Regions from separate parts of the Mus musculus genome. Here regions 1, 2, 3, 4 and 5 are each linked to region 6. The links are chromatin contacts, called in public Hi-C, HiChIP or PLAC-seq and promoter capture Hi-C maps. All regions are on one chromosome and are shown on one strand. The core of a region is the stretch at or near the end of the contact, and the rest is flanking DNA. Distances in the headings are between cores, read along the strand shown. Region 1 has its middle 150 kb from the start of Plcxd3. Region 2 holds the start of Plcxd3 (phosphatidylinositol-specific phospholipase C, X domain containing 3). Region 3 has its middle 19 kb from the start of Plcxd3. Region 4 overlaps Oxct1 (3-oxoacid CoA transferase 1). Region 5 overlaps Plcxd3 (phosphatidylinositol-specific phospholipase C, X domain containing 3). Region 6 holds the start of C7 (complement component 7).

Region 1 (4,669 bases), core at 1,352-3,851, 840 kb before region 6:
AGATCAAGTGACCATAGGTGTGTGGGTTCATTTCTGGGTCTTCAATTCTATTCCATTGGTCTACTTGTCTGTGGCTGTACCAATGCCATGCAGTTTTTATCACAATTGCTCTGTAGTAAAGCTTTAGGTCAGGCATGGTGATTCCACCAGAGGTTCTTTTATCCTTGAGAAGAGTTTTTGCTATCCTAGGTTTTTTGTTATTCCAGATGAATTTGCAGATTGCTCTTTCTAATTCGTTGAAGAATTGAGTTGGAATTTTGATGGGGATTGCATTGAATCTGTAGATTGCTTTTGGCAAGATAGCCATTTTTACTATATTGATCCTGCCCATCCATGAGCATGGGAGATCTTTCCATCTTCTGAGATCTTCTTTAATTTCTTTCTTCATAGACTTGAAGTTCTTATCATACAGATCTTTCACTTCCTTCTTAGAATTGGGAACAAAACACCCATGGAAGGAGTTACAGAGACAAAGTGTGGAGCTGAGATGAAAGGATGGAGCATCTAGAGACTGCCATATCCGGGGATCCATCCCATAAATAGCCTCCAAACGCTGGCACCATTGCATACACTAGCAAGATTTTACTGAAAGGACCCTGATATAACTGTGTCTTGTGAGATTATGCCGGGGCCTAGCAAACACAGAAGTGGATGCTCACAGTCAGCTATTGGATGGATCACAAGGCCCCCAATGGAGGAGCTAGACAAAGTACCCAAGGAGCTAAAGGGGTCTGCAACCCTATAGGAGGAACAACAATATGAACTAACCAGTACCCCAGAGCTCGTGTCTCCAGCTGCATATGTATCAGAAGATGGCCTATTTGGCCATCAGTGGAAAGAGAGGCCCCTTGGTCTTGCAAACTTTACATGCCTCAGTACAGGGGAACACCAGGGCCAAGAAGTGGGAGTGGGTGGGTAGGGGAGTGGGGGGGGAGGGTATGGGGGACTTTTGGGATAGCATTGGAAATGTAAATGAAGAAAATACCTAATTAAAATTTAAAAAATAACCTTAAATTAAAAAAAAAGAAATATAAATAACATCACATTTCAGGCCATAGGCAAATCTAACGATATCTCCATTTTCTCTTTGTGATACTTTTCCAGAATGTTTTCCACCTCAGATTTGTTTACCCATCCACAGCATATACCAACTACAATTTACTCAAATCACAACTGGGGAACTTGAAATATTGAAAGTGTGCCAGGAAGGTAGATATCAGTGACAGAGGAGTTGGTCTTAGAACTTAGAAAGTAATGACTAGATTGCATAGATAGCAAAGTTCCCTGAAGCAAGTGAATGATGGAATCCCAATCTGGAAAGGCAAGAAGTAGAGCTGGGAGATTTTCAAAGTTGCCATGATATATTTGAATCTTTATTGTATAAAGAAAGAAAAGTGAAGATCAGAGTTTGTGTTGACCTTGACTTGATTAGATATGGCATTGCTCCAAAAGTATTTCATACATAAAATATAAATCTGAAGGCTCCATTCATCCTTACTAATGTGGGAACAGAACCAGCTTGCGAATTCGCACCATTAAATAGCATCATGTGCAGTGTACTTCATCCATTTGTTAGACAGACTTAATTACAAAAACCCAACTGGCATCTTTGCACCTTGCTTTCAATAACATCTCTTGGGAGCCTCTGGTGCTATGAACTTTATGCTGTATCACTTTGGGTGGCAAAAGCAACACACCTATGATTACATTTTTCCCAATACTTAGTACTTGGGCAATCTGCTATAACCTGCATTTATTTTTAAAGTACATATCAAATCCCTCTGGGAGCCAGTTATCCTCTGACAAGTTGACACTCAATTTACATTTGAATCTTTCCATATGCTATTTCTCCACATATGTGAAATTTCTAAAATCGAGACAGTACATAATGAGTTCTCCACTTGACTAACTTCATCTCTCTCATGCATTGACTATCTGCTCTGGATCTTGCACTACTGACAAATGAGCTGTTGTTAGTGAATCTGAGGAAGCCTTTCTACATACAGTTAGTCAGATGCTGTGGCTAGGAGGAACTTACCACTGTCACGGGCAATGTCACAGAGGCGCTGACCCTTGGTTTAAGTTTTCTAGATCTGCAACGACGGCAAGCTACTGAAAACCTTAATGGCTTAACAGTATATGAATTCGTCATCTTCTAGTCTGGAGGCTAGTAGTCTGAACCCAAGGTATGCAAAGTACCACACTTGCTTTGAAAGCTCTGTCCTTGTCTCTTCTAGCTTCTCATAGCTCCTAGGACTGTGTTCTGGCATCTAACTTCAATCACTGCTTCTAATTTTATGGATTCATCCTTTCCATATCTATGAGTTGTTGCTTTGTTCATAAGGATGAATAAATAGGCATTTCTATTTGGAGCCCAGTGTAAATTTAGGATATTTTTGGCTTAAAAGTCTTTGCTGACATCTGTCAAGATGCTATCTCAATGTAAGATAACTTTCTGAGATTCTGGTTGGACAAGAAGTCTGATGATGGGCGACACTATTCCTGTGCTCCTTAAAAAGTGAACCCACGGGAAGACGAAAGCCATTTGTGCCTTGCAGAGGTGGTCTGGTTTCCTGTCTACTTATCTCCTGAGACAGCACTGCGGCACAGCTGGTAGATCTCACCAGCTGCTGTCTTTTGTCAGCCCTGAGAGAGCTGCCCTCTCAGATACAGCTCAAACAAATGGCTTTCTTGTTGTCTTTTAACAGCCTAAGTCTGTCTTAAAACTTCTGCATACCTCGCACACTCATGGGTGTCTTAAATTACCTTTCATCCCCATGTCCCCTTCAGCATTACTGATTTGTGAGGTTTCCCCGCCCACTGAGAATTGCCTTTTGCAATGATTTTTCTTGAGCCCAATCTGCATTCTAATAAGCTGAATTCTAGATGTGGCTCAGGAACTAACTGGTGTGTCCATTTTAAGCATGTGTTCTTTAAGTAACTTTTCACTGTGTGACAGTTTTCTCATCTCAGCCAATTTGCTTTCTAAGTGAAAATGGGAAAATTGGTAAAAATCTATATGGCCCTTGCTATCTATGTAATGTCAATGTTTTCTGAACATTAAACCCAGACACATATACTAATCTGGATGAGAGCGCTCAAGGGAACAAAACCTTCTCTGAAAATGTAAATGGTCATAAATATGAGAACACCCAATCAACATCAGGCTATGTTCTTGTAAGCAGCTTCTAACTATAGTACTTTTGACTTCTATTAAGACAAAAAAAAAAATAGTTCCATAAAAGTAATATCATTTCAATTTTAAATCTCAACCAATTCATCCAATTTAGACTCAAAATCAGGATAAAGAATAGATAAGGTGAATCAGTTCTAAAATATTTGTTGCAAATTGAAGTTCAGTCTAATGAATCCTGAGGTTTACAAGGTGATCCCTAAAATCAGTTACCTAACCATCGAAGACTCTTTTGTTTTAGACAATAGAGAGGCAAGAACATACAAGATAATTGATTCGGTAATACAATAGGCAAATCATCTCTTGAAGTATATAGTCTTATCAGTTGTTAAAAAAATGACAATTTATTTTCTTTTGTTTATTATGACTTTTTACAACTTGTCAACTCCTAATTAAAACAAATATATTCATTTTATTTTATAAGTTTAAAATATTTTTAAATTCAATAATTAGGCCATCCATTTAAAATATTTAATTTCCTTCTTCAAGGAGGAGGAGAAATTTCAACCTGCATAAAACAACAAATAAACAAAAAACAAAAAAGCCTTCTCCCCGTTTTAGCTATTTTTGGAAGAAAAAACCATTCAGCTCTATGTGTACTTGTTTCAGATCAGGTCGTTCCTTTTATAGTTCACTAAGAGCTTAGATGAAATGTAACTATTACCTTTGGAGTATATCAGTAAACAAATGTAGTTAAAATTCATAGAGCCACTTGTAGGAAACCATTGTAGTACCAGCCGTAACAGCCCAGAGGCAAGCTCCAGCTCTAAATGCTTAATTTTTATATTTCTGTCTCAATAAGCTGCTCTATCCCTGGCTGTAGAGTTATTTTAGTTCATTCTTGTTAAGTTGGCATTACAAAATTCCATAGGTTACTTGGCTTGTAATCAGTAAAATTGTGCTTCTCATAGTTTAAACAGCCATGAAGTCAGAGCTCATGAATTTGAGAGGTCTTGTCTGGGGACAGCCTACTGCTTCATTCATAGACAACAGCATCTCACTATGACTTCACATGTGTGAAGAGACATGTTCCCCTTGGGTCCCACCATATAAAGGATTAAGATCAATGCTTAATTACTCCTTGAAGGTCCGACCTCCTAATGCCATAATCAGGATGAGGATTTGAATATGTAGATATGAGGGTCATGAATATTCAAAAGATGTAAGATGTACATGTAAGATGTCAGCCTCTTGGAAGAGGATCCACACTGCTCTTTACCTCATTTCATTTGCTCGAGGCTCAGCCACCTGTCCAGAGGCTAACTCCTCTTCTATACACGCTGCCTATCATTCAGTTCCGTCTTCTAGCCTTCCACTCCGTCATAACACTCCCCAATGATATAGATTCCAGGCAAAACTGCAGGTGCAACAAAGGCAGGTCTTTATATCATGTTTAACTCAGTCCTTATTCATATACAGCCTACTTGGTAACAGACACAGCCATATTTGATTACAGGCGTCACCAAGAGTTTAAAC
Region 2 (4,774 bases), core at 1,893-4,392, 690 kb before region 6:
CGTAAAAATAAAACTTAGTTTGGCAATTAGGAGAGACCATGAACTGACTGAACAGATAAGTCAAGCAGCTAGTATATATTTATGGGCAAAACTGAGGAAGCAAAGAGATGTTTGAGTGGAGTGGTGATTTTTAGGTCCCCTGCACAGTATGAATTTGATGGACAGCAACTTTCAGGGGACTTACTACTCAAACTCATTTTGCTCTTTTCACATATGCTTAAAAGGCTATATTTTTTAAATGGATGAACATGGGATTTTTGCTGTAGTGCTTGAACTATTTTTTTTAAGGTAGGTACGTAGGTAGTTTTAACTGTCAGCTTTCTATGACCTAAATCATCTGACAAAAAACCTTGATTGAGGAATTAGCAAGATCACATAGGCCTGGAGGGATGTCTATGATGGATTTTCTTGATTATTAATTGATGCAGTAGAGCCTAGCCCACTGTGAGTGGGACCCATCCATAGGCAGGTAGTCCTGGTTGTATAAGAAAGCTGACTACGCATGAGTCTACAAGAGAGCAAGCCAGCTGGAAGGATCCTCCTCCATTCTTGTTGCTGTACTCTCCTGACTGTGTGTTCCCTGCTCTGGGGTAACAATGGGCAGAAAAGCAAGCAGTGTGATCTTCAGGTTTCTGCCTTGGGTTCCTGCCTGGATAAACATATCCTTGAAGGGTAAGATGAAATAAACCCTTGCCTCTTCAAGCTGTATTTGGTTAAAGTGTTTTATCACAGCAAGTGAGCAAAACTGGAATAATAAATGACATCCAATAATGAAACTTCAATGGCATTCTCCATGTTGTGGGTATAAGAATTCAGACCAGTTACCTCAACTTCTTTGCATGGATTAAAACTACAAGACAATTATCTATGCCTTTTTTCTCTCTTTTTATTTCTAGTCATTCTGCATGTGATACTCTTAATGGCAACAGAATTACAGAATAATAGAATACTAAAGAGATCAGGGAATTGATATCAACCTCTTTATTAGTTTTCCAGTGAGTATGATGGAATTTTTTTATACACCACAAATTAGCAGAGTTGTGACGACTAGCTGCTCAAACACTAATTTACATGAGTTTTACAGTGAGTATGTTGATTTCTTGAGTCACAACTTGGCTGAATTATGATGGTTAACTATTTGTTCAAATACTACAGTAGAGGCTGCTATGCAGATGTTTGTAGATGAAGTAGCTTTTATAGTCATTTTGAATGGAGCAGATTACCTGCCATCATATGTATTGACCTCATCCAATCAGTTGAAGGCCTTAAGAGCAAACACTGAAGTTTCCCAAAGAAGAGGCAATTCTACTTTAGGACAATCGTCTTTTATAAACTGTTTCCTAAACTTTTTAGGACACATCCTCACAATACATTTGGATAAAGAGTATTTTTGAAGTACATCTTACAGAACAATACCTCACAGGTTGCATAATTAATTGACCACCCTGGAAAGAATACTTTCAAAGTCTAGAATAGTCTCCAAATAGACAAGGAAAAGTGAGGGTGCAGATCCTGCTATTTCAGCAAGCACACCTGAAAGTGTCACCACAAGTCTCTCAGTAGTCATGACTGTGTAATGGAAAACACAGGACTAACAGGCACTGGAGGACTTTGCTCACACACAGTGTGGCTAACTCTCCAGTGTGATTCTGAGTTGCTGCCTCAATGTGTTACCCTTAAAACACTGGCATTAGTCAGAAGAGCGGGGCTTATAAATCTCTTTGCCAACAAGCAGAGATGATTCGCATTCTAGCTAAAAGCATACAAGGATGTGCTGTGCTACCGAGAATGTAAAGAGTTCTCTGAGCAGAAGTTTCAGTACATCTCATCCTCATTCCTAAAGATAGACCAACCATGTCTTCAAGACACGATGGACTGTTTCCATGGGGAGAGTAAGAAAATTTGATCAAAAGAGTTAGACATCCTCTCTCCTCCCTCTACCTTCCCCCAAAGTAATTTCGAATAGATAGGGAATTTTCTTTGGTCACAGCATCCTTGCACAAAATAAAAAGGCTCTGGGGCTTTTAAAATGTTAAATGGGTTTACTGAACTGAAATGATTACTCTCATGTTGCTCAGTGCTGTCTCTCCAACCTTGATTCTAATTTCTTCAGCCTAATAGGATTTCCTCTGGGAATAGAATTTACACGTCCCTCCATAGGAAAGCCAGCTCCTTTTGCCCATCCTTAGTCTCTGAGTGGTAATGGCCTAGCACATGGTCACTCTGACTCATACAGTCCTGTTCAGGCCAATGCTGGTCTTGCCACATTTGTAAGGTTAGATTCTTTCTCTTTCTCACTGCGGAACAGGTGGACCCAGACATTTCTCTGGAGCCACATGAGCGATTTCTCTCTGGAGAGACACATCTCTTTAGTCTGCCAAGGAATGAAGATCCAAACAATCACATAGATCACTTCAAGTGGTGCCAAATACATTCCACCAAATGCTACTGGCAGTAATTACAGCATGTCATTGGGAGACGTGGTTCCTTCCAGTCCCAGACTTTCATCTTTTCCTGAGTGCCGTGAAACCCAGAAAGGAACTGCATCAATGAAGGTCTTCACAACCTGTGGCAGTGCCCCTTGACCCGTGAAATGCCTGGGACCAGGGATTAATATAGAAGAGAATATACTGTCCTTCCTGCTCACCACGTGTATCAATCAGCTCCTTAAAACATCAGGCAAAGTGATAAATAAAGACCTCCATTTTGTATAAATAAGTCGGAGGACTCTTTGCTGAGAAAGGGCACACTCTTTTGTGGCTTAGGGAAAGGAACACTCTTTGGGAAGAATGGAAAGTGTTGAGAGCCAAAGATGAATTTGCTCTTCAGGAGGTAACAACATGCCAAAGTCTACCAGGATTTTTAGATTCGACCGCAAGACTGCCTTTCATGCAAACTGGACTAGGAACTCTCACCAAGGGACAGAGAAAGACGAGGGACAAAGCAGCTCGGAAAACGAAGTTTTTAAATTTTATTTTTGTATGTTTGTTTGTTTGTTTGTTTTAAGGATGAAGGACTAATAACAAGAAGAGGTGGGAAGCTGCAAAATGGCAAAGAAAGGCAGAGCCACCTAGGAGGGGTGAGACGGGAGGAGGGAGTCTGGAGGGAGGGGAAAGAGCAGAGAGCAGAGCACGGACGTCAGGAACAAAAGCCCCGGCAGTGGAGTCTGGCAAGGCAAGGAGGGAGCATGGGGTGTTTTTGAATAATTATTAAAATGAGCATGTGTCTGCGCCATCCTGTGGGTGTGGCGCAGAGCGGAGTGTAAACTCTAGCGGGGCCGAAGCAAACATTGGCTTAACGGCAGCAGCTGCCAGCCTGTGCCTAGGAGTGTGGCGACTAGCGCGGCGGCAAGCAGACCGGCACCATGGCCTCATCTCAGGGGAAAAACGAGCTGAAATTCGCCGACTGGATGGCAACTCTGCCTGAGAGCATCCACAGCATCCCCCTCACCAATTTAGCCATCCCAGGTAGGTGCCCACTGCCCCTGCCTCGCCCTGCTTCATTTTACACCCAGTGCTAACTTCGCCTGTGTCTGCGGGAAGGATGCTCATCCAGGGGGTGGGTCCCCGGGTTTTCCAAATCTTGGAAGACCCTGGCACGGGGTGTCAAGGTGACTGCTTCCCCTGGGCTTCAGAAGCAGACTGTGTCCGGAGGGCTGGGGCAGAGGAGAAGGTGGTTCCAGGATCGCTCCCTGAGACCTTTTTCTACGGTTTTCCTTGAAGATTCTGGCGGGGGCTGGGGAGTAGGCAGGTCAGGTTCCTTAGTCTGTGGCTCCGTGGTGCGCTCGCTATGGGAGGGAGCTGGCTATCTTAAGAGTTCGGCTCCAGAACGTCACTGAGACCATCGCTGGCATGGACTTGGGAGAATTTGATAGCTTTGCTGTTAGAATCTACTGGAATCATTAATATTCGTCCCCAGTCTCCTTTAAAGAGACAAAGCGCTTTCTGAAGAGTGATGAAAGTTCGGGATCTGTGGTGGCAGCAGGATCACTGTCCTTGACAAAGAGCTGAATGGGGCAAGAAGCTGAAAGCAAGCCTTTCCTCATTGGCTTGGATGGGGAGCGAGTCAGTCTGGTCAAAGAGCTGCTTAAGGCAGAGCTCCTTGGGTCGAGAAAGCAGACCCTTGCACATTTGCGGCTCTAGACAGAAGCCAGGCAGTGAGACCGTGTGAGGCACAGTTTAGAGATGGGAATGATGAACAGATGGCCCTGGAAAAGGTGACCTAGCAGGTAGTCCGGAGGAAAGCAAGCAGGGTTTAGAAGGGTAGCATCAAGATGTGTTTGTATGGTGTGCATGGCTTGGACCAGAGCACTGGCCAGGTTTCCAGGTCAGAGCACACAGTAGTCCCTAACTCAGGTATCTAAGAGAGAAGATTGTTTCTGGGCAGTTTGTGAGTGCAGCAGCTGGAGAAATGCTTACATTTCTCTAGCAATTTGGCTGAAAGTGTGCACACCCATTCTTACCAGACTAGGCTGGAGGGCAAATTACTCGTAGATAATCAACCCCTGCCCGGAGTGTAGCTGAGTTTTTTAAGTTCAACCTTCTGGTCTACTTCCTCTGATCTGCTCTATCTACGCCTGCCCCTGCCCACCAACCCCTTCACCCCACCCCAGGGGAGAAAACATGATGGAGTTTAGAGGAAAAGAGTCGAAGTGAGACTTAAGAAATACGAAGACAAGGAAGAAATAAAACAGTTTTCTGGGGGAAAAAAACCCCAGGGTCCAATCAACAAGCATTGGAACTAACCAGTAACAACTCAGTTGTAGTGGATGTTT
Region 3 (4,882 bases), core at 1,599-4,098, 710 kb before region 6:
AAGCTGAGATCAACCACCTGATTCATAACTTCAAATCCTACTTTCTCTCACCTAAGACAGCTCTTGAAAGCTTGGGACAACCACCTGATTCCAGTTTTTAGTTCCAATTAATTCGCTGCTGACATAAGCATATCTAGTATTGGGTTAGAGCTGATTAAAGCTTAGTTCGTATCCTACCACACCCTCAGCAACACTTTAAAAAAATGAAATTTTAAGCTAGCGCTAGCATGTGTACCTGTTCATTGCTCCGGTGCCCGATACGAAAGACCCTTTACTTTCCCGTGGACCTCTACACAGACAGTGTCCTCTCAGCTTCCTTCTGCCATTCTTCAGGTCCCTGTCCAGGTGCCAAACTGTTGTGGGCTGCCCAGTGGCTCGAGAGGAACAGGGTATGGCTGAAGCAGCAGACTCGGGCTGAAATAGAGGGAACTAGATGGACAAGAGAAACAATGGAGCTAAGACAAGATCCTGATCAAAGCTCAATTTTAATATTCGGAAACACAGGCTTATGAAAAAGGGGGAGGGGCCCATTCCCACCAAATCATCTTCGGATTCCAGCTTCAGGTGACCATGTGAATACTCTAGAACAGCTAGGTAGCAGGTAGCAGCAGTGGGAGTGGTAGAATGATAGTGTGGCAGACTCTACCACCGGTGATCTCCTAGTGATCCTAGTGATAACAGTCAAGCCTGTTCAGCCATATTTCAGGCTGGGGATATATATATATATATATATATATATATATATATATATATATATATATATATATATATGTTGGATATTATCCCCCTATCAAATTTAGGATTGATTGACAGTGTCCTTTGCCTTACAGAAGCTTTGCAGTTTGATGAGGTCCCATTTGTCATTCTTGATCTTACAGCACAAGCCATTGCTGTACTGTTCAGGAATCCTTCCCCTGTGCCCATATCTTCAAGGCTCTTCCCCACTTTCTCCTCTATAAGTTTCAGTGTCTCTGGTTTTATGTGGAATTCCTTGATCCACATAGACCTAAGCTTTTTGTACAAGGAGATAAGAATGGATCAATTTGCACTCTTCTACATGCTAACTGCCAGTTGAGCCAACACCATTTGTTAAAGATGCTGTCTTCTTTCCACTGGATGGTTTTAGTTCCTTTGTCAAAGATCAAGTGACTATAGTTTGTGGGTTCATTTCTGGGTCTTCTTCAATTCTGTTCCTTTGATCTACCTATCTGTTGCTGTACCAGTACCATGCAGTTTTTATGATAATTGCTCTTTAGTACAGCTTGAGGTTAGGCATGGTGATTCCACGAGAGGTTCTTTCATTATTGAGAATAGTTTTTTTTGTTTTGTTTTGTTTTGTTTTTTGTTTTTTTCGAGACAGGGTTTCTCTGTATAGCCCTGGCTGTCCTGAAACTCACTTTGTAGACCAGGCTAGCCTCGAACTCAGAAATCCACCTGCCTCTGCCTCCCAAGTGCTGGGATTAAAGGTGGGTGCCACCACGTCTTTCAGTTCCTAAGTTAGAGTCACATCAAGGTATTACTCTGATACCTAAAGCACACAAAGACACAACAAAGAAAGACAACTTCTGACTGATTTCCCTTATGAAGATCGATGAAAAATACTCAATAAAATTCTCGCAAACCAAATCCAAGAACACATCAAAATGATCATCCATCATGGTCAAGTAGGCTTCATCTCAGGGATGCAAGGATGGTTCAATATATGGAAATCCATCAATTTAATCCACTATATAATGAAACTCAAAGGGAAAAACCCCATGATCATCTAATTAGAAGCTGAGAAAGCATTTGACAAAGTCCAACACCCCTTCATGATAAAAGTCTTGGGAAGATCAGGAACTCAAGGCCCATACTTAAACATAATAAAAACAATATACAGCACACTAGTAGCCAACATCAAAGTAAGTGGTGAGAAACTGGGAGCAATTCCACTAAAAGCAGGGACTAGACAACGCTGCTCATTTTCTCCCTACCTATTCAATATAATACTTGAAGTCCTAGCCAGAGCAATTAGACAACAAAAGGAATTCAAAGGCATACAAATTGGAAAAGAAGAAGTCAAAATATCACTATTTGCAGATGATATGATAGTATGTATAAGTGACCCCAAAAATTTCACCAGAGAACTCCTAAACTTGATCAACAAGTTCAGTGCAGTAGCTGGATATAAAATTAACTCAAACAAATCAGTGGCCTTTCACTACACAAAGGATAAAAAGGCTGAGAAAGAAATTAGGGAAATAACACCCTTCAAAATAGTCACAATTAATATAAAATCATTCATATAAGACAAGATCCTTTAGAATGAAAGGTGCCTAATAAATTGTCTCATTATATTGATTATATGGAATAAATAATAAGTCTAGGTTATCATATTAGAGTAATGTAAATTGTTTTCTAGCCTAAGTTTGATTTAAGCTTGTTATTTACACTGAAAGACCCCCGAAGGGAGACCCTCACTCAAGTCTCGGGAAGGCATGCACCCAGTGAGACACTGAGACCGAACTTGCTGTAACCACACGAGGCTTTAATGGCACACAAGCAACAAAGGAGCACTCAAACCAGCATGCTGGGGTCGAGACTCATACACCACGCAAGGGGTAGAGGAGTTTGAACCCGGCCTAAACTTTTCACAGATTTATAAAGGCAAAACCACAAACCAAAAGGGAGGAGTAGAAAGAATTGGCACGGTTACACAAGATTGGCTCATTTAAATGTCAGTGGGTTGATTACAAGTTAACAGGGTAGTACGTGCCAGCTAGGGCGTAGGGAGGCCATAAGGGCCTGGGACTTATCGAGGTTCGCAGGACATCTGGTTAATGTATGATTTACGGTGGACTGAGGGAGGCGCCACCCAGGGAGGCGCCATCCTGCCAGATGGCTATTGAGTCAGCCTTGACAGCTCTGGCCAGTTCTTGCATTCCTTTTCTTATCTTTTATGGCCGGACATTCCTTGCTACAGGGTGGGTCTTGCTGTGCCTGGGCCTGTTTATTAAAGACTAAATAGCAAAATTTACTCTTCAACACAATTAGAATTTTTTGCTGATAAAGAATCAAAAGGAAAAAAAAAGAAAACCCTAGAAAGCAAAAAACAAATGACTCACTTTAAAAATGGGCATAGGACCTGAACAGAGAGTTCTAAAGAATAAAAATATGGCTAGAAAACATTTGTGAAACTGTTTACTGTCCCTAGCAACTAGAGAAATGCAAATGAATTTAAGATTTTATCAAACCCAGTTAGAATGACCAAGATCAACAATATGACCAATCACAAATGCTCAATTGATTAAGGAAAAACAGGGACCCTTAACCCACTGTTGGTGGGATATCAGATTGGTGCAGCCACTATAGAATCAGTGTGGATAACTATCAATAAATGAAATATAAACCTATCATAGGACCTAGCTATACTACCCCTTGGCATTTGCCCAAAAGACTTGATATCCTATTCTGCAGATTTTTACTCAGCCATGCTCATTACTGCTCTGTTCATAATAGCTAGGGAACAGAAACCACCTAAATGACAAATGGATACCCAAAATGTGGTGCTTATACTCTATGGAATACTACTCACCTGTAAAGAAAACTAAAAAATGAACTCCGCAGGTAAATAGACAGCATTAGAAAAGATCACACAGAGTGGGACTTCCCAGACTCCGGAGGACAGCACTGCATATGCTCTCTCCTCTCAGGCTCTTAGCTTCGAATCTTCAGATATGAGTACATATCCTGCCATAACTGCAGAAGCCAGAGAGGTAGAAGTAGACAATTGTCAGAGCAGGGGAGTGAGTAGGGAGCAAGAGAGAGGAATAGCAGGGTGTCAGTGATCTGATGGGAGATATGGGGAAGTGGGGGATCTAAATTGAGAAGGGGAAGGGAGATTCAGAAGAAGGGATAGGTTAAAGGAAGAGAAACTATCTCAAACTTGATTGATGATGGGTCATCTCCGGGCACCATTTTTTCATGATCAGTACACTAAGTATTAGTTGCCAAGTTGATGGAACTTGGAATCAAGTAGACATGCCGGCCTCCAGATACACCTGTTAGTGTCTGGGAATGGCTGTGAGGAATTGTCTTGATTAGGTTAATTGAGATGGTAATTAGGTAATTGAGATGGTAAAATTGGGTGGTACCATTTCCAGGGCTTTTTATTACCGGAGTGAATAAAAAGAAGAAATCTTGCTGCTTAGAAACATTCATTGCTCTTTCCTTCCTGACTGTGTATGCAGTGGGACCAGATGCTTCATGATCTTGCTGTTATGTGTTCTCTGACGTGGTGGACTGCATCCTTGAAATGTGAGCATCAATAAATCCTTGTTCCCTTTGAGTGAATATCACAGCAACAGGAAATAAAATTAAACAATGAAACAGAAAGAATATTTCCCAACCAAACCAGCTGAAAGTATTATCAGGTCACTTTTTCTTAGTCTAGGGTAACCAAATCTGAAAGTCACTCAAATTGGTTTTGCTACTTTTTGAAAGAGAAAACTCATTTAAAGAAATGACTGTATTGATTTTAGAAAATTCAGATCATCTAAAATCTATACTGAGAACGGATTTTGACTGGCCAAATTTAATTTTTACTGATCAAATTAAATATTACTATCTATCTCAATGAGGAGCTTAATAAAATTTCATATGCAGTTCTTACATGAAAGAAGAGGGAATGTAAAAGAAATATTTATTAGTTATATGGTCTTGCTGTGGAGTCTTTAAAAATACTGTCAAAAGAAACAATCTATTTGAATGTCCTCAATGTTTGCTATATCTAACAGTTACCAACTTGTTTGGTTTGGAAAGTTCATGGAAGGGAACAATGCACTTGACATAAGACAACTCTGTTTCAAACATGAAGATATAATCTTCGTTATATCTACTTCTG
Region 4 (4,662 bases), core at 1,212-3,711, 940 kb before region 6:
GCACGACCAAGGGGCCTCTCTTTTCACTGATGGCCGACTAAGCCATCTTCTGCTACATATGCAGCTAGAGACACGAGCTCTGGGGGGTACTGGTTAGTTCATATTGTTGTTCCACCTATAGGGTTGCAGATCCCTTTAGCTCCTTGGCTACTTTCTCTAGCTCCTCCATTGGGGGCCCTGTGTTCCATCCCATAGCTGACTATGAGCATTGAGTATATAGTTCCACACAGTTGGTGTAACAGACTGTAGGAGGATGTGAGCTCCAAAGGTGCCTCCTGAATCAGACCCCTGCTAGGAAGCTCACTGGGACCAGGTCTCTCTCACTGCAGAGAGACACAGGCTAGGAAGGAACCAGGTTCCAACTCTGAGGGCTAAATCTAGAGGCGCCCAGGGCAGGTTACAGCTGATGAAACAGGTCCTTACAAGAACAGGAATAAAAGTGCTTATTAAAATGAAATGTCAAGTTTATTGCAGTTTGCGTTTGGAAAGGCCACTCTATGATGGATAACTGATATTTACGATGCATAAGCTATTTTACCTGCCTACCAAAAGAGGATATAATTATATTTCCAGTCCTGTACGAGTTCATTTACATGATCAATTCACTTGTCCTGGGAAGTGGAATTAAATTGATGAAAGGGGAGTTGCAGCCTTTTGGGGGGTTTTGAAAACTAAGTTTAATGCAAAAAAAAAAAAAAAAAAAAAAAAAAAGAAAGAAAGAAAGAAAAAGGGAAAGCATTATGCTGTAACTTTGTTGTAAACTAAGGCAAATTGAAAATCTTCATTTTCCCTAAAGAAAAACGGTTATAGCCTGTTTTCTTTGTGTTTTAACAAATGTTATTATTTAACCATCTCTCATTGTTTCTCTCCTGCTTTCGCGGGGAGCATGCTAAGGAGAACTTTTCTTCCCTTGAGCAGTATTTAATAATGGGGAAGACAGAAATAAAGAGGCTTATATTTGGACTGAGGTGGGTACTTCATGTTCTGGAGTTTAATACTGAGAAGCGAGCACCAGTTTTATTAATAATTCGCCCCACAGCCATCCTTTCCTTATACTTGCCATGGGTTCACATTTCCTTCTGTGGCACATGCCACCACTAAAAAATGCTACAAAACGGTTTCTATATACAACTAAGGGTTTCTCACTTCATACCAGAAGACTGAACACTAACAATCCAGAAATGAACTGTTGCTATTTATGGCCTAATGAAAAAGATGGTGTCATGAATAATTTTTCAACATGTTTTGTATTTTATTTAAAGCATATTTTGCAGTACCTCCCCAAATATTCAAACTCCTTGTAAAATCACCAAAAATTACATGATCATGTTGAGAGCTTGACTGTTTCTTTTTTTTATTAGATATTTTCTTCATTTACATTTCAAATGCTATCCCCTTTCCTAGTTTCCTCTCCAAAAGTCCCCTTACCCTCCCCCTGCCCTGCTCCCTAACCCACCCACTCCTGCTTCCTGGCCCTGGCATTCCCTTTTACTGGGGCATATAATCTTTGTAAGACCAAGGGCCTCTCTTCCCATTGATGGCCGACTATTTCTTTTTTTGCATATAATTTAACATTTGTAGTTTGCTACACTGGCGAAAAAAGCAGATGAAATACATTGAAAATGCTGATTTTTAAGTAAATTCTATATACTAGGATTTTATTGAAAACACTAATGGCCTTGTATTTCTGATTTTCATCTTGGTACTTGCATAGCAGACTGAAGTATTGTGTGATTCTGTTGTATTGGAGACTACCACATTTCTAGCTCATTTTTTTTTTTTTTTGCATTCTTTCCATGCTTGATGTCAGGGTTGGCCCTTAAATGAAAAATGATGAGATGGTTATAAGCTGAGCACCCAGCAATCATCTCCCCATTATACTAGAGGGCATACAGTCCAGATCTAAAGTTACGCCATTCAAGAAATATGTGTGTGCAATGAGAGTTAAAGAGGTTACACCTGGTGTCACCCTGCCCAGTGCTCATTCATGTCCAAACCCTCTTCTTCATTACATGGCAATCTTCCACAAGTGTCATCTCTCATGATTTATTTAAAGGCCTATTTTTAGTTCCTTAATCTTCTCATTTATTTAGCTTTTTGTTGTCTAGGTTGAATAGGGTATTGAGTCCGGTGAAGGAAGATGAATGTGAAAGTGGAATCTTTATCCCTTTCCAGCTGTTCCCTTAACAGATCTGTTCAATTCGCGCTCCCTCGCTCATTCACGAGAAGCAATAGCTTAGCTTTAAAAATGTCAGATGATGTGCTGGACGTTTGGATAGAGCAGTAAATTATGATTCCCAGCACAGTGTCTGGAGGAGTCACCTTCCTCTTGCCTCTGAAGAGCCTTGCTAACTCCCTTCCGTTTGTTCCATTATATAAGTAGCTCTTGTTCTACACTGAGTTTTCTGCTGATGTTAATGCACTTGCTCAATACCACATCAATGGGTTGGTTACAATAGCTGCTGTACCAAACAGGTCTTCCTGCTTAAGCAGTTTACTTCCTGTTGATGTTGAACAGTAGGGCACGGTTCTGAGTAAGTGAGCTTTGTAAGGACCCAGGAGCTCACCAGTCTTCCCTCACTTTGCCTTTTTGTGCCCATACAGTAGAAGGTGGAAGAATATGAAGGATTCAGACAAGACTTGTTATGAGCTAACATCTTAAAGTCACGAATATTACCTCCCCCTTTCCCTTTGTCTGGAATCCAGGCCCATTGCTATGTTTAACTGCAGTAGAGCTGGGAAACAAGTGGCTTAGTCTCCCACAAATACTGATAACCCAAGGTGAGGGATAATGGTGAGTTTGCCTTCCATAGCTGCTTGTTTCTCTTTTTGTTCTTGCCAGTCTAGATAGAGCCACTTGTCTTCCTTCAGTAATTGATTATGTTTCAGGAATCCTTTGGGTGTTCAGATGGTAGGAAACAACCTGTTTTCTTTTTCCAATACGTTGAGCATACTAAAAGAGTTAAGAGAACTGAATACCTGCAGATTTTGTAGTTACTACTAGAAACACATTGATTTGGGAGCACCGTGGTACTATTTTTCAGTATTGCTTTCTCCAAGTGAGGGTAAGTTTACTGAAATCCCCTCCTGGTAAGATTGCTGTCACCCCTTCCTGCCATCCTTTGTCCAGGCAGTTACCAGATGCCTCCTCACTGTCCTGGTGCAATGGGAACAAGCCCATTGCTTACTTCCTTCATCCAGATATTTGTGGTGTAGGGGAAAAGGAGTCAGGAGGAAGGAAGGACAAAGTCCCAGTAATAGTAGAATTACATACTGAAGGGACCCAGGCAAAGGTCACTTATCGGCATGTTGGGGATATATATATATATATATATATATATATATATATATATATATCATATACTTCCATATGTTGTTGTATGCAGGGTATACCATGGCTTTATGGCAGAGATACATAGTCTTAGTTTAGGTCAGAGAGGTTTGAGATTTGGCAATGTCACACAGAGTATAACAGTTGTTCATTCTTGGGCATCTTTTGCTTGTGGAAAGCAGGCATTTAGAGGTTAAGATGGTGCTGTAAAATCTCTAGCCTGTGTTTTGTGGGCTAGAGAACATCAGATCACTTACCTGAGCCATGAAAACTTCATATACAGTGAGTGTGTAAAGAGAGGACCCTTTTAAACAGAGGCAAACAGGTAGCTTTTCTGAAATTGTTTCAAGTTCTGTTTCTGCCAGCTGAGTGCTCTGTACCCAGGAGGTTATCTGTAAGTATTTAACTAATTGAAGTGATTTCAAATGTGTGCATCACATTCAGTTAAGTTGAGCAAGCCCCCATTAGAGGCTGTCATAAGTTTCAAACCTATGTATTCATTATGTCTCAAGGTTTGCCTGTGGTGTATTGCGACCAGGATTTTCTTTTTCTAATTCAAGGGACTGAGAACACATTAAATTAATTTCTGGTTTCTTGTTTCTGTCCATGGCTTTTCCATACTTATCGAGCCATAAAGATATTGGTGTTTTCTACAAAAATCTGAGGACCTGATGACTAGCCTGTTAGATTTGCAGCTGACTAAAGGTCATAGCATTGATGGAAAAGTTAAAATTGCACATTTATATTTTGCATTCTTTTTTATGGGAAATTTTATTTGTTTACATTTCAAATGTTATCCCCTTTCCCGATTTCCAATCCCCCAGAAGCTCCCTATTTCATCCCCCCACCTCCTGCTTCTATGAGGGTGGGGGGCATATGAGGGTGTGCCTGCACCCACCTCTTAAACGCGTTCTCACGACCGGCCAGGAAGAACACAACAAACCAGAATCTTCTGCGGCAAAACTTTATTGCTTACATCTTCAGGAGCCAGGAGCGCAAGCCCCAAGCCCCAAAAACGAAAGGCCCCCCGCTTACATCTTTAGGAGCCAGAGCGCCAGCGCGCCAGAGCGCCAGAGCGCAGAGCGCAAAAGCGCAAGAGCGCAAGTAAGAGAGCGCAAGTAAGAGAGAGAATGGCGGAAACCCCGTCCCCTTTTAAGGAGAATTATTCTTTGCCTAGGACGCATCACTCCCTGATTGGCTGCAGCCCATGGCCGAGTTGACGTCATGGGAAAGACAGAGTACATGTAGTGGTAAAATACCCTTGGCACATGCGCAGATTATTTGTTTACCACTTAGAACACAGGATGTCAGCGCCATCTTGTGACGGCGAA
Region 5 (4,773 bases), core at 261-2,760, 560 kb before region 6:
TGTTTCTCCTTCAATGGCTGCTATATAAAATGCAGTTTATGCTTACTGTCATAAGCACACAACGATCATGGGGAAGAGATGTTCTACACCAACCTGCCCCCGACTTGAGGACCCTTCAGAAGCTTGAGTAGAGGAAAAGCTGTTGGTAACACCTCTGGACACCAGAGGACTCAACACTCACAGTAAGAGCCTGGACCTTGTGTGCATAAAGAGAGCATTTTGGATCTGAATAGTCTTGAGTGATACTATGACATATAGCACAGAAAAAGCAACTCGTGGTCCAAGGAATAAAAATGACAATGGCTTGCAAATAATTATCTACCACAGTCAAGGGTGTTTACAGCCTTTCAGTGCAATTCTGATCCATGCTTCCTTCCAGTTAGCTCATTTTTAAATATAGTTTTCGAAGATTTATTTATTTATTATATGTAAGTACACTGTTGCTATCTTCAGACACTCCAGAAGAGGCATCAAATCTCATTACTGATGGTTGTGAGCCACCATGTGGTTGCTAGGATTTGAACTCAGGACCTTTGGAAAAGCAGTCAGTTCTCTTCAGGGCTCCCTGTTAAATGTAGAAACACAGACTCAGGGTGATAGTAAAAGCTAATACTTCTCAATTTCTTAGTAAACCATTCTTTATATTTATCAGTTAATTCATTTCATAATCATTGTAAATAGTTTCATCAATCCCATTGATGGATGCAGAGATTGATATGTACAGAGAAGGAAAGATAGTATTTCATTATTTCATGTACCATTATTAGGTGTCTCTCACATGCCAACCACTGTGTTTTGTTGGGAAATGCAATAATAAGATAGATTTCATCTTATTCTTATGAAATTCAGTATCTCCGGGGGGAGGATAGAAAATAACCAATTGAAAATTAAGCATGAAGTTAGTTATAAATGCTAAGAAGAAAACACAATTCAGTTATGTCTTCGAGACAAAACGCAAAGCTTTGGATGAGTCACACATGTTGGATACAGCAGTTTATTTAAGGAGATGATGTCAAAGTTCACATTTGAATATGTAGGTTAACAGGCAGTGGGGAATCCTAAGAAGAAGATGAAGTGAGAATAAGCTTAATGTGTTCAAGAAGAAGAAAGAAGCCAAATGTTCCTGGAACTGTAGTGAATGGTTCACATTAAGTACACTCCATGAGCACTAGATCACTATCAAAAGCAACAGAAAATACTTTTTTCTTTAATTTCATAGCACAATTCTGGGGCAATGGTTGTGCAAAGAATCCACCACTTTGCTGTGAAAAACAGATTTCTATGGGTTTTTAATCATAAATTAAACACGACTCTTTTTAGGTAGTCCAGACCATTCTATCCTTTTAAGCTCTTCTGAGCCTTGGAGGCAGGGATAGGGCAGAATTCCTCAGGGAACCAGTTGGTTCTCTTTTCTGGTTATCTTCCAAATCATTCCGTTGGAGTCAGGTCCCTTTTGAATTCCCCCTGAGCTATGCCAAAGCAGTCAAGGACAATTCTTGATACAATGTGCTATTTTTCTCTATATTTTTTACATTTCGTTCAGGGACAAACCTTCTGCCTGCACCTTGCTTAGTATTTAGTCAGCATTGATTCATCCTACTTCATGACTCACTGCATCTGGAAGGGTGATCATTATGAATTTGGAAATGAAAATGTTCGAAAGATAATGCATTTCGGTGCTCTCAGTGGGGAGAGGGATATGAACTACCCCTTATTCTGAAGCTTATAGACTTAAGTTCAGCTTCTCCATTAGGAGATACAGAACCACTGCCAGAGGTTTTTCTGAGTATCAAGAAATGAACTTAAAATGTTTGCCAAATTTATTTCAGAAACATTAATATTTTATTAATAGAAAATGATCAGCCCTATTTTTGATTTAGTATTTTAAAAGTAGCCCAAATCATGAACAATACAATACCATCCAAACTTAAAAGAGACTCATCTAGACATAACACAGATCACATACACAAAAATCTGTGCATGTTTGTCCATGTGAGCATTCTGGTATCTCTGTGTGTTTTTATGTCTCTGTGTGGATGCAGGTATCAGTGTTGATGTGTGTCTATGTATGCTTGCATTTATCTGTCCTGAAAAGTTGAGCATTGAAAGTGAGACAGGAGAGACAGGATTTAGGGAGAGAGGATGATGTCACAGGAAGCTGAAGAGCTAAGAAGTATCTTGAAAACTCACTGCTCCAAGAGTGGTGGTCAAGACAATGGTATTCACAGCACAGGAGAGTTTTTAGATGTGCCACGTCTCATGCTTCACTGGTCTTGGTTAAATTAGTTAAATTTTAACAAGCTCCCATGTGAAGCAGATGTGCATCAACATTGGGGAAATATTGTCTGAATGGTTGCATGTGTTTGGGGGTGTGTTCTCACCCTTTGCATTCGCTGGTAATTTCCTCTAGCAGATCAAATCCTACTCAGGACTAAACTACTGTTTTATCTGAAAGTGTCCTGTGCAGTTCATTCTAGCATTTATCATACTGTGTGATAAATAGTGAGTTTCCTGCCTGTTTCTCTTCACTGTAACATGAACACCATAAGGAAACATCCAGATAACGCTTGTATACTGTTTTATTTCCAAACGCTTGTCCTAATGGATGATATGATACATAACAGATGCTCTGTAATTCCCTATCAAATGATCAGTTCATCAGAGGAGGAAGCAAATCATTGAACAGACTTGATAAAATTAACTACCTTTCCCATCCTTACCATTTTTTTGTAAATCTTTCTCACAATCCCTGTCTATTCATAGGCACATACACAGATCATACACTACAGTGTCATGTGCCCAATAGATTCCCAGACTATTTAATGATTTTAAAATTGTTAGATAAATATTCTAAATAGTCCCTTTGGGTTGTACCAACCAGAGTGTCTCCTTACATTTCCAAATACACCAGAGTCAAAATCACCCTTGCTTAAATCCTACTGCTGCAGGTGACTCAATGGCAAAAGAGTCTGTTACTACATTTCACTATCTGACAGACAGTGCTCTAGGTCTTTGAAATTTAAAAATAGGTTGGTTTTTTGTTTGTTTGGGTTTTTTTTGTTTTGTTGTTGTTGTTGTTGTTCTTTGTCTAGATCCCTGTATCTGCCCTTTGTGGAAGTGTTTGGTACCCAGGGTTGTGATTCTAGGTTAGCCGGTTGTTACGTGTTATTATTGGGAGAGTGGCGCACTGCACAGCAAAGCTTGTGGTCATGAATCCATCTAACTTAATGCTGAGCAGTGTCCAGTAGAGAGCATATTGCTTTGGAAAGTGAAAGGTCCACTACGAGTACTTTAGTCTTTCAATTGCTTTTCTTATAGATCTGTTCATAATCTTGAAGAAGAAATGCATATGTGTGAGAGAGTTTCTAGTTGGCATCAAGGGTGGCAATTTTCTGCCCCTTGACCGGGAACTGTCACTTTTAAAGGATTTGCCATGAGCACATCTACTGGCTTAGGTAAAGGATACAGGAAGTATATAGACTTCTCCATGAATATTTTGCCTCCTTATTCCTGGAAGGCATCAATGTAACAGGACTTCCACATTTAGCATCTGGAACCTTGGACCAAAATAGCAAAGATAAGTCACCTCTTTAATTTATGGTCTCTGGGGTAAGATAAGGTAGAATTCAAACAACATGAACTCCTAGACTTGTCCAAAGAGATGTTAAAATTAAAGCATGATGTTGGATTTTCAATTGCAAAAGGATTCACTGCACCGTTTTACCAGACATGTCATGTTTAATATTTAAAAATGCATTTTCTATGCACTTGGTTGGTCAGATGAAGTATGCATGTTAAGCTATAACTCTGTGCCATTTAATTATTTGTTTGATTCTAGAAGTATTTGATGTATGATACATGTTCATTATCTTTGATGAAAAAAAACTTTTTTTTAAATTCAAGACCCAGTCATATACTGGAGGATTAAGTCAAGAGCATGTGTCAGTAATGAGAAATAATTCTTCACATTTAAGGTTTTATGCATAGTTTCACAAAACACAAACAACTGATTGGTTTAATAAGTGTGATAAACAAAAATTAATGAGATTAATTATAGACTACCAGGTGAGAAACATGTGATTAATTTGGAAAGCTTTTATTTTTTTCCTGTGGGTTTGAATATCACAATGTTATAACTAGAAAGAATCAATTGCCTTCCACACCAAGGAAAAGTAATTTGAATAAAACTATTATATTTTTAATATGTGCAATCTCTCATTATAATTACATTTATTTGAACAAAAGTAGATTTTATTGTATTTTCAGGAATGTTACCTGTTGACTGCACAGTGCAATGAGGTCAAAGTCTTCTATGTCCTCAGTTGGGTGGGTAGCCTCACAGAGGGTGGTGTTTAGAGATTTAAGAGAAGGAATCAGGAACCAGTGACTGAGCCAGCTATTTAGCACTCCAGATACTGGTATTAAAGATACACTGAAAGCCCATCACTTCAGCAGGTCGGGTTCTGGTTATCAGTCAAGCCTTTAGTGATAGTATAGTTGAATTCTTGAGGAGCAGAGAGTTATCAAAGTAAACTATTTCATTGGGGGAGCTGTGTACAAGGAGAATTCCTGGGTCTCTAAGTCTGCTAAAGTAAAGATGGAAAGCAGGAGCTTGTTGATGAATGCAAGGTTGGAATCTTTTTCTCTCAGATTAAATCCACTCTGGAGACCGAGGCAGGGAGGAAGGCTGAACTGTGACAACAGGAAGGAGTGGGAAACTGCTCATCTCAAAGTGGTACTTGAAAACTGTTTTAGTGATTCACACAAGACACC
Region 6 (4,445 bases), core at 1,269-3,768:
AGAGACGTTCCTTGGCTCTGAATCCTTCTTTAACAGCTCAGCCCCAAGTCACCTCCTATTCACGTGATACTGAGAGAATCAAGGGGGACTTCTGGAGCCATTCTCCTGAGTTTAGCTGACATGGATGGAGAAGGAAGTCAAAGATCATTCCTCCTTAAAACACCAGACATGGAGATCACTTCTGCTATTTGATAGCTCCAGGCTTCCCCATGTCTCCCTTGTTTGTTGGAAACATATCACAAAAGCATGTTTTCCAGGTTTGCTCTAAAGACTGTAAACACCATGTGCTTTTAAAGACAAGCAAAAACTGTGTGCATCTTGGAATGGAACCATTGCTTAATCTGTTGGCATCGGACCAGCCTATTAAAAGGGGGAAAATCTATTGTTACATTAAAATGTCATAAATCAATGACATGAAACACATTTTAAACATAAAACAATTATTAAGATGTGTCATCTTAAAATGAGGAAGGAAATTGATTGGCAGCTAATACAAGTATTAGAAAACACAGGTTAGCAAGGTGACTTCCTTCTTGGAGTAACGAGGATTCTAAATTGTCAAGTGAACCTACAAGGCACACTAAGATAAATTTCAAATTAGACTGTAAATCTAAATTTGTAGACTTCTTTGTTGCTGTAACATTGTAGCCTTCAGTGCATCAACTTGGCAGTTTACATTCAACTTTTAACTACTTCATTCAAAGGTTACTGAAAATCTACATCTGGGTCCTTCTCCAACTTCACTAGTGAGTATGGGTTCTGGACAGGTGGGCAGCACATTAACTGTGGGGCAATCCACATTGCCCAGTTTGCTAATGCAGCATGTTTGTTTTTAAATATCAAATCTGGCTCATTTGGTAAGGCACCTGCTGTGCACACGTAAGGATCTGAGTTTGGTCCCCAGCATCTGTAAGAGGCATGCAGATCCTTGTGCTCACAGATAAGCACTTGGAAAACCAGGAATATTAAAACATTAAAACACATGGTTGTCTCTCCAGAGAGAGAGAGAGAGAGAGAGAGAGAGAGAGAGAGAGAGAGGTGTATAACCTGCTCAGAAGGCTGGGGATGAATGTAGTTAATATTTATTAACCTGGTGACCTCTGCTCTATCTGGATGGCCAGGTGGAACTAGCTCCTTCTGACCCTTAATCTTGAGCCTCTTTATCTCAGTCAATCTACAGCACTATCCTGCCCCAAGAGACTTATCCCAAGTTAGTTTACCTTGAGCCAACTTGAGCCTGCTTCCTTAGTAAATACATAGAGCCTATCTTTATGGAAGATGCCACTTGGACTTGACCAAAATATATGTAATCATGTCTTGAGTACGTGGGACTGGGTTAGCATCAGGATACTTTTTCCATATTGTGCTGTGCTTAAATATGCCTAAAATAAACTACCCGGTGTCAGACTTTCAAAGTTTTTCAAACCAACAGCAGTTAACTGAGTTATATTAAACCAAATTTCCTTCTTGCCTCCCATGGTTTGATACTCTAATGGCTGTGGTGCTTGTAGAAACTGCCTCCAAACCCTGCACATACACACAAGCATCCACATAAAAAGCCAAGCGCAGCAGTATATACCTATGATCCCAGTACTGGAGATGCAGAGACAGGAGGGTATAGCAAGACTAGTCATGCAGGCGAGTGCAAGCTTCAGTAAGAAACCTGATCTCAAAAAGAAAAGGGAAAAAAAAAAGGAAAAAAAAGAAAAGAAGGCCAGCAATGGAGGAGGATACCATCTGGCATGCACACATACCTATGAACACACAAATAATAATAGCAATTCCAGCTTGGTTTTCCATCTTAAAATTTCATCCTGTAACAATGATTTCTGCCTTTGGTTGTTCATTGCATAGTAACTTTTAAAAATATATAATTCAATTATTTTGTGATGGTTTAACATCTATGTTGATAAGCCCATAGCTGCACTCCTGTTCTTACATTTCTGCCCTCACAGCCCTGACCCTTTTACTCAAGATTTTAAATTCTAACTTTCCAAAGCTACAGATTCCACTTTCTATAAAGCTCTTCTATAATCTAAGCAGGACCTTGCTGCATGGCCCAAAATGAGAATTAATAAATGATCAAACTGGATACAACTTATGCCGTAGAAGTAACAAGGGTGCCATTGTGTTCCTGTATTGCTTTCTTGGGATTTCCATAAACACTATCTTCAGTTCCCTTGTCCCAACTCTCTCAGACTATAACTGCAAAGCAAGAAAGACCCATTCACTTTGGCTGAACTATTAAAATTTTACTTATATAAGGATTATTTTTCAAGTCACTCATAGACCTTTTACCTCCACGTTTTCCACATCTTGCTCTTCTTTGATTTCTTTCAGATAAGTGTGACCTTCCCCTTTGAGGTGCCTTCAACTATATAAGCCATACATTATTATCTTACCTGCATGCTTGGGAAACACTCAGTACAGAAGAGAACAAGAAAATTTCATCTGTAAAGACAGGCAGGCTCTTGTCTCCCCCACAGTCTGTCCTGCTCTGAATTCTTTTTCTGCTCACTTATAAAGCCAGCTGTGCTGAGTCTTCACCAGACTCTCCAGGGACACAGAGAGCCTGCCTCTGTACTTGACCTGTGCCTTGATGCCAGATGCATTTTATCAGTTACACAGACCTTTGCTGCAACCAGCTGGGACCATTTGGAAATCACAGATATGTTTCTGGGAAGTATATCTGTTAATTAGGAAAGACAGTAAATGTCTTCAGTTCATCATTTAAGTGATTTCCAACCAAAGGAGACTGTAACATAAGGGCAAAACCTTTTTACTACTTTAATCTACTAAACTGAGTGCATGTTCTCATGATTCTCTTAACAGATATTATAAAGCAGATTTTGAGATTGCTTTGTGAAAGGAGAGTTCTTGATCCATTTTCTGTTTTAATAACAAAGTACTTGAGACTCAGATCTTTAAAATATAAAATTGTATTTGTCTCATAATTCTGAAAACGAGGAAATACAAGAGCATGGAACCAGTATCCACATAATATCTATGAGAGTTTGTCTTTAAGCATCCTGACACAAGGTATCACTTGGAGAGACATCATAAGTGTGGTAGCAAAAGTCTCTCTTTGGTCATTTAAAAACCACTAGTGCTAAAAATAGGAGCCCCATTCTCATGACTTCATCTATTGCTTAGAAGCCCTTCCTCAAAATAACCACTAATGTACGATGGGTACTAAATTTTGGAGGATAGGTTTAAGCTGTAGTAGATCTGGATGTAGCTCCATCTGTGAAAAGTAAATTCTATGTTTGAGAATGGATTTTTTTTTTCCTGGAAACAAATGGAGAATAACATTTTTTTTTCTTTGACTTTCACAGATTAATCGCAAAAAGTGTTTGGGGGCTACAGCCTGCATGTGAAGTCAAAGGAATCTGTTCCCCGCTTCCACCATGTGAGTTCTGAGAATCAAACTCCAGTTTTCAGGCTTGGTCACAAGCACCTTTGCCCACTGAGACATCATTATGGCCAGTTTTCAGTTTTCTTTGTTCTAAGTTATTTTATTTCATGTACATGAGTGTTTGCAGGCATGGATGGATGGCTACCATCCCTCTGTGTGCCTGGGGTCCTCAGAGGCCAAAGGAGGGCCTTAGGTCCCCTGGAACCAGAGTTATACATAGTTTTAAGTCACCACGTGGATTCTGGGAACTGAACCTGGATCCTCTGCAGGAGCAGCAAGTGTTCTTAACTGCTGAGCCACTCCTCCAGCTCTGATTCAACTTTTTAAAGAAGCAGACTCATAAAGAAGCAGACTGTGTCACCATAGTCTCAGGGCGTGATGTAGAACTAAATGCTTCCTTTGTTATGGTCCCAGAGGGAGCAGGACGTATCTTAATCTCTAGCAGCAGCTGAGACAGAAGAGAAGAAAAGGGAAATGTTACCTTTCTGAGTTAGGACTCAGAAGGGCAGACACACCTAACAGAACCATGACTTTAGCAGATACACAGAAGGTAGAATTCTCAGAAGGAAAAGCTCATTATCTCATTGAAGGGATAAATATTCCTCCCAGCTTAAAAGCCTGGTGTTAGGTGAATCTAAGCCAGGTGACTAATCAGCCCAACTGGACTGTCTCCACCCGGGGCCATAGAGTCCATTCTCTGGACCAGAAGGAAATAACTTTCCCTTGATTGACCTTTAATGCTACAATGTCACATGGGTGTTTATCTGTTTGAATTGCCAATGGGGAAACCATTAGGATAAGAGCTTTCAATATAGATTCGGTCTGTACTGCTGGCAGTTTGGCTGCTGGCATAAGCTTTGTGGACCTTTCCAAAGGGTCAGTTGGGAACCAGTGTCTGGAAAGCACTTAAGGAAGAATGGAAACTGTGAATCAGGATGAGTCAAATGGGGGTCATGTGTACGTACAGGAGAGGAACTGGAAGCATAACGTGGGATTTTTCAGTTTAAAAAAAAAAGCCTTTAAAAGACAG

Evidence for each region. Promoter capture Hi-C pulls out the DNA fragments that hold promoters and counts their contacts. Hi-C and Micro-C count contacts between places; a contact is called where the count stands out from the background. HiChIP or PLAC-seq counts read pairs in DNA pulled down with a chosen protein or histone mark.
Region 1: a Hi-C map of the N1E-115 cell line shows a contact between it and region 6, with 8 times the contacts expected there. The contact joins the enhancer-like site here to the promoter of C7 in region 6. A contact is called at or near these places in 9 of 39 promoter capture datasets (the C10 cell line, cranial neural crest, embryonic stem cells and 4 more), 1 of 484 Hi-C or Micro-C datasets (the N1E-115 cell line) and 1 of 9 other capture datasets (adipose tissue).
Region 2: a contact with region 6 is called in a promoter capture Hi-C map of stem cell-derived epiblast-like cells, with 7 times the contacts expected there. The contact joins the promoter of Plcxd3 here to the promoter of C7 in region 6. A contact is called at or near these places in 9 of 39 promoter capture datasets (the 3T3-L1 cell line, cranial neural crest, embryonic stem cells and 4 more), 6 of 484 Hi-C or Micro-C datasets (the N1E-115 cell line, cerebral cortex, cortical neurons and 2 more), 2 of 115 datasets of contacts at active chromatin or transcription factors (astrocytes and forebrain) and 2 of 9 other capture datasets (adipose tissue and pancreatic islet).
Region 3: a contact with region 6 is called in a Hi-C map of the N1E-115 cell line, with 7 times the contacts expected there. The contact joins the enhancer-like site here to the promoter of C7 in region 6. A contact is called at or near these places in 4 of 39 promoter capture datasets (the 3T3-L1 cell line, the C10 cell line, cranial neural crest and 1 more), 1 of 484 Hi-C or Micro-C datasets (the N1E-115 cell line) and 1 of 115 datasets of contacts at active chromatin or transcription factors (embryonic stem cells).
Region 4: an H3K27ac HiChIP or PLAC-seq map of oligodendrocyte precursor cells shows a contact between it and region 6, with 25 times the contacts expected there. The contact joins the enhancer-like site here to the promoter of C7 in region 6. A contact is called at or near these places in 4 of 39 promoter capture datasets (cranial neural crest, frontonasal cranial neural crest, hippocampal neurons and 1 more) and 1 of 115 datasets of contacts at active chromatin or transcription factors (oligodendrocyte precursor cells).
Region 5: a contact with region 6 is called in a Hi-C map of the N1E-115 cell line, with 4 times the contacts expected there. The contact joins the enhancer-like site here to the promoter of C7 in region 6. A contact is called at or near these places in 11 of 39 promoter capture datasets (the 3T3-L1 cell line, cranial neural crest, embryonic stem cells and 6 more), 13 of 484 Hi-C or Micro-C datasets (the N1E-115 cell line, cerebral cortex, embryonic fibroblasts and 4 more) and 2 of 9 other capture datasets (adipose tissue and embryonic stem cells).

The regions. Positions count from the first base shown.
Region 1 is chr15:4,225,605-4,230,273 of GRCm38.p6, forward strand. No RefSeq gene overlaps it. Among named protein-coding and RNA genes, the nearest start is that of Plcxd3, 150 kb to the right of the region's middle. Within about 2 kb of position 2,602, at least 9 of the 459 cell types and tissues checked have an H3K27ac peak or open chromatin away from gene starts, as enhancers often do. A contact at or near this core is called in the N1E-115 cell line and second pharyngeal arch cranial neural crest, where this site is marked.
Region 2 is chr15:4,372,349-4,377,122 of GRCm38.p6, forward strand. It overlaps Plcxd3 (phosphatidylinositol-specific phospholipase C, X domain containing 3), which reads left to right and starts at 3,143. Exons shown (of 3, transcript NM_177355.3): 1 at 3,143-3,467. The coding sequence starts at 3,365.
Region 3 is chr15:4,353,808-4,358,689 of GRCm38.p6, forward strand. No RefSeq gene overlaps it. Among named protein-coding and RNA genes, the nearest start is that of Plcxd3, 19 kb to the right of the region's middle. Within about 2 kb of position 2,849, at least 8 of the 459 cell types and tissues checked have an H3K27ac peak or open chromatin away from gene starts, as enhancers often do. A contact at or near this core is called in the N1E-115 cell line, where this site is marked.
Region 4 is chr15:4,122,395-4,127,056 of GRCm38.p6, forward strand. The region is part of intron 13 of Oxct1 (3-oxoacid CoA transferase 1); the gene reads left to right. Among named protein-coding and RNA genes, the nearest start is that of BC037032, 97 kb to the left of the region's middle. Within about 2 kb of position 2,462, at least 26 of the 459 cell types and tissues checked have an H3K27ac peak or open chromatin away from gene starts, as enhancers often do. A contact at or near this core is called in oligodendrocyte precursor cells, where this site is marked.
Region 5 is chr15:4,502,566-4,507,338 of GRCm38.p6, forward strand. The region is part of intron 1 of Plcxd3 (phosphatidylinositol-specific phospholipase C, X domain containing 3); the gene reads left to right. Among named protein-coding and RNA genes, the nearest start is that of Plcxd3, 130 kb to the left of the region's middle. Within about 2 kb of position 1,511, at least 4 of the 459 cell types and tissues checked have an H3K27ac peak or open chromatin away from gene starts, as enhancers often do. A contact at or near this core is called in the N1E-115 cell line, where this site is marked.
Region 6 is chr15:5,061,255-5,065,699 of GRCm38.p6, forward strand. C7 (complement component 7) reads right to left here and starts at 2,519. Exons shown (of 18, transcript NM_001243837.1): 1 at 2,403-2,519. The coding sequence starts at 2,408.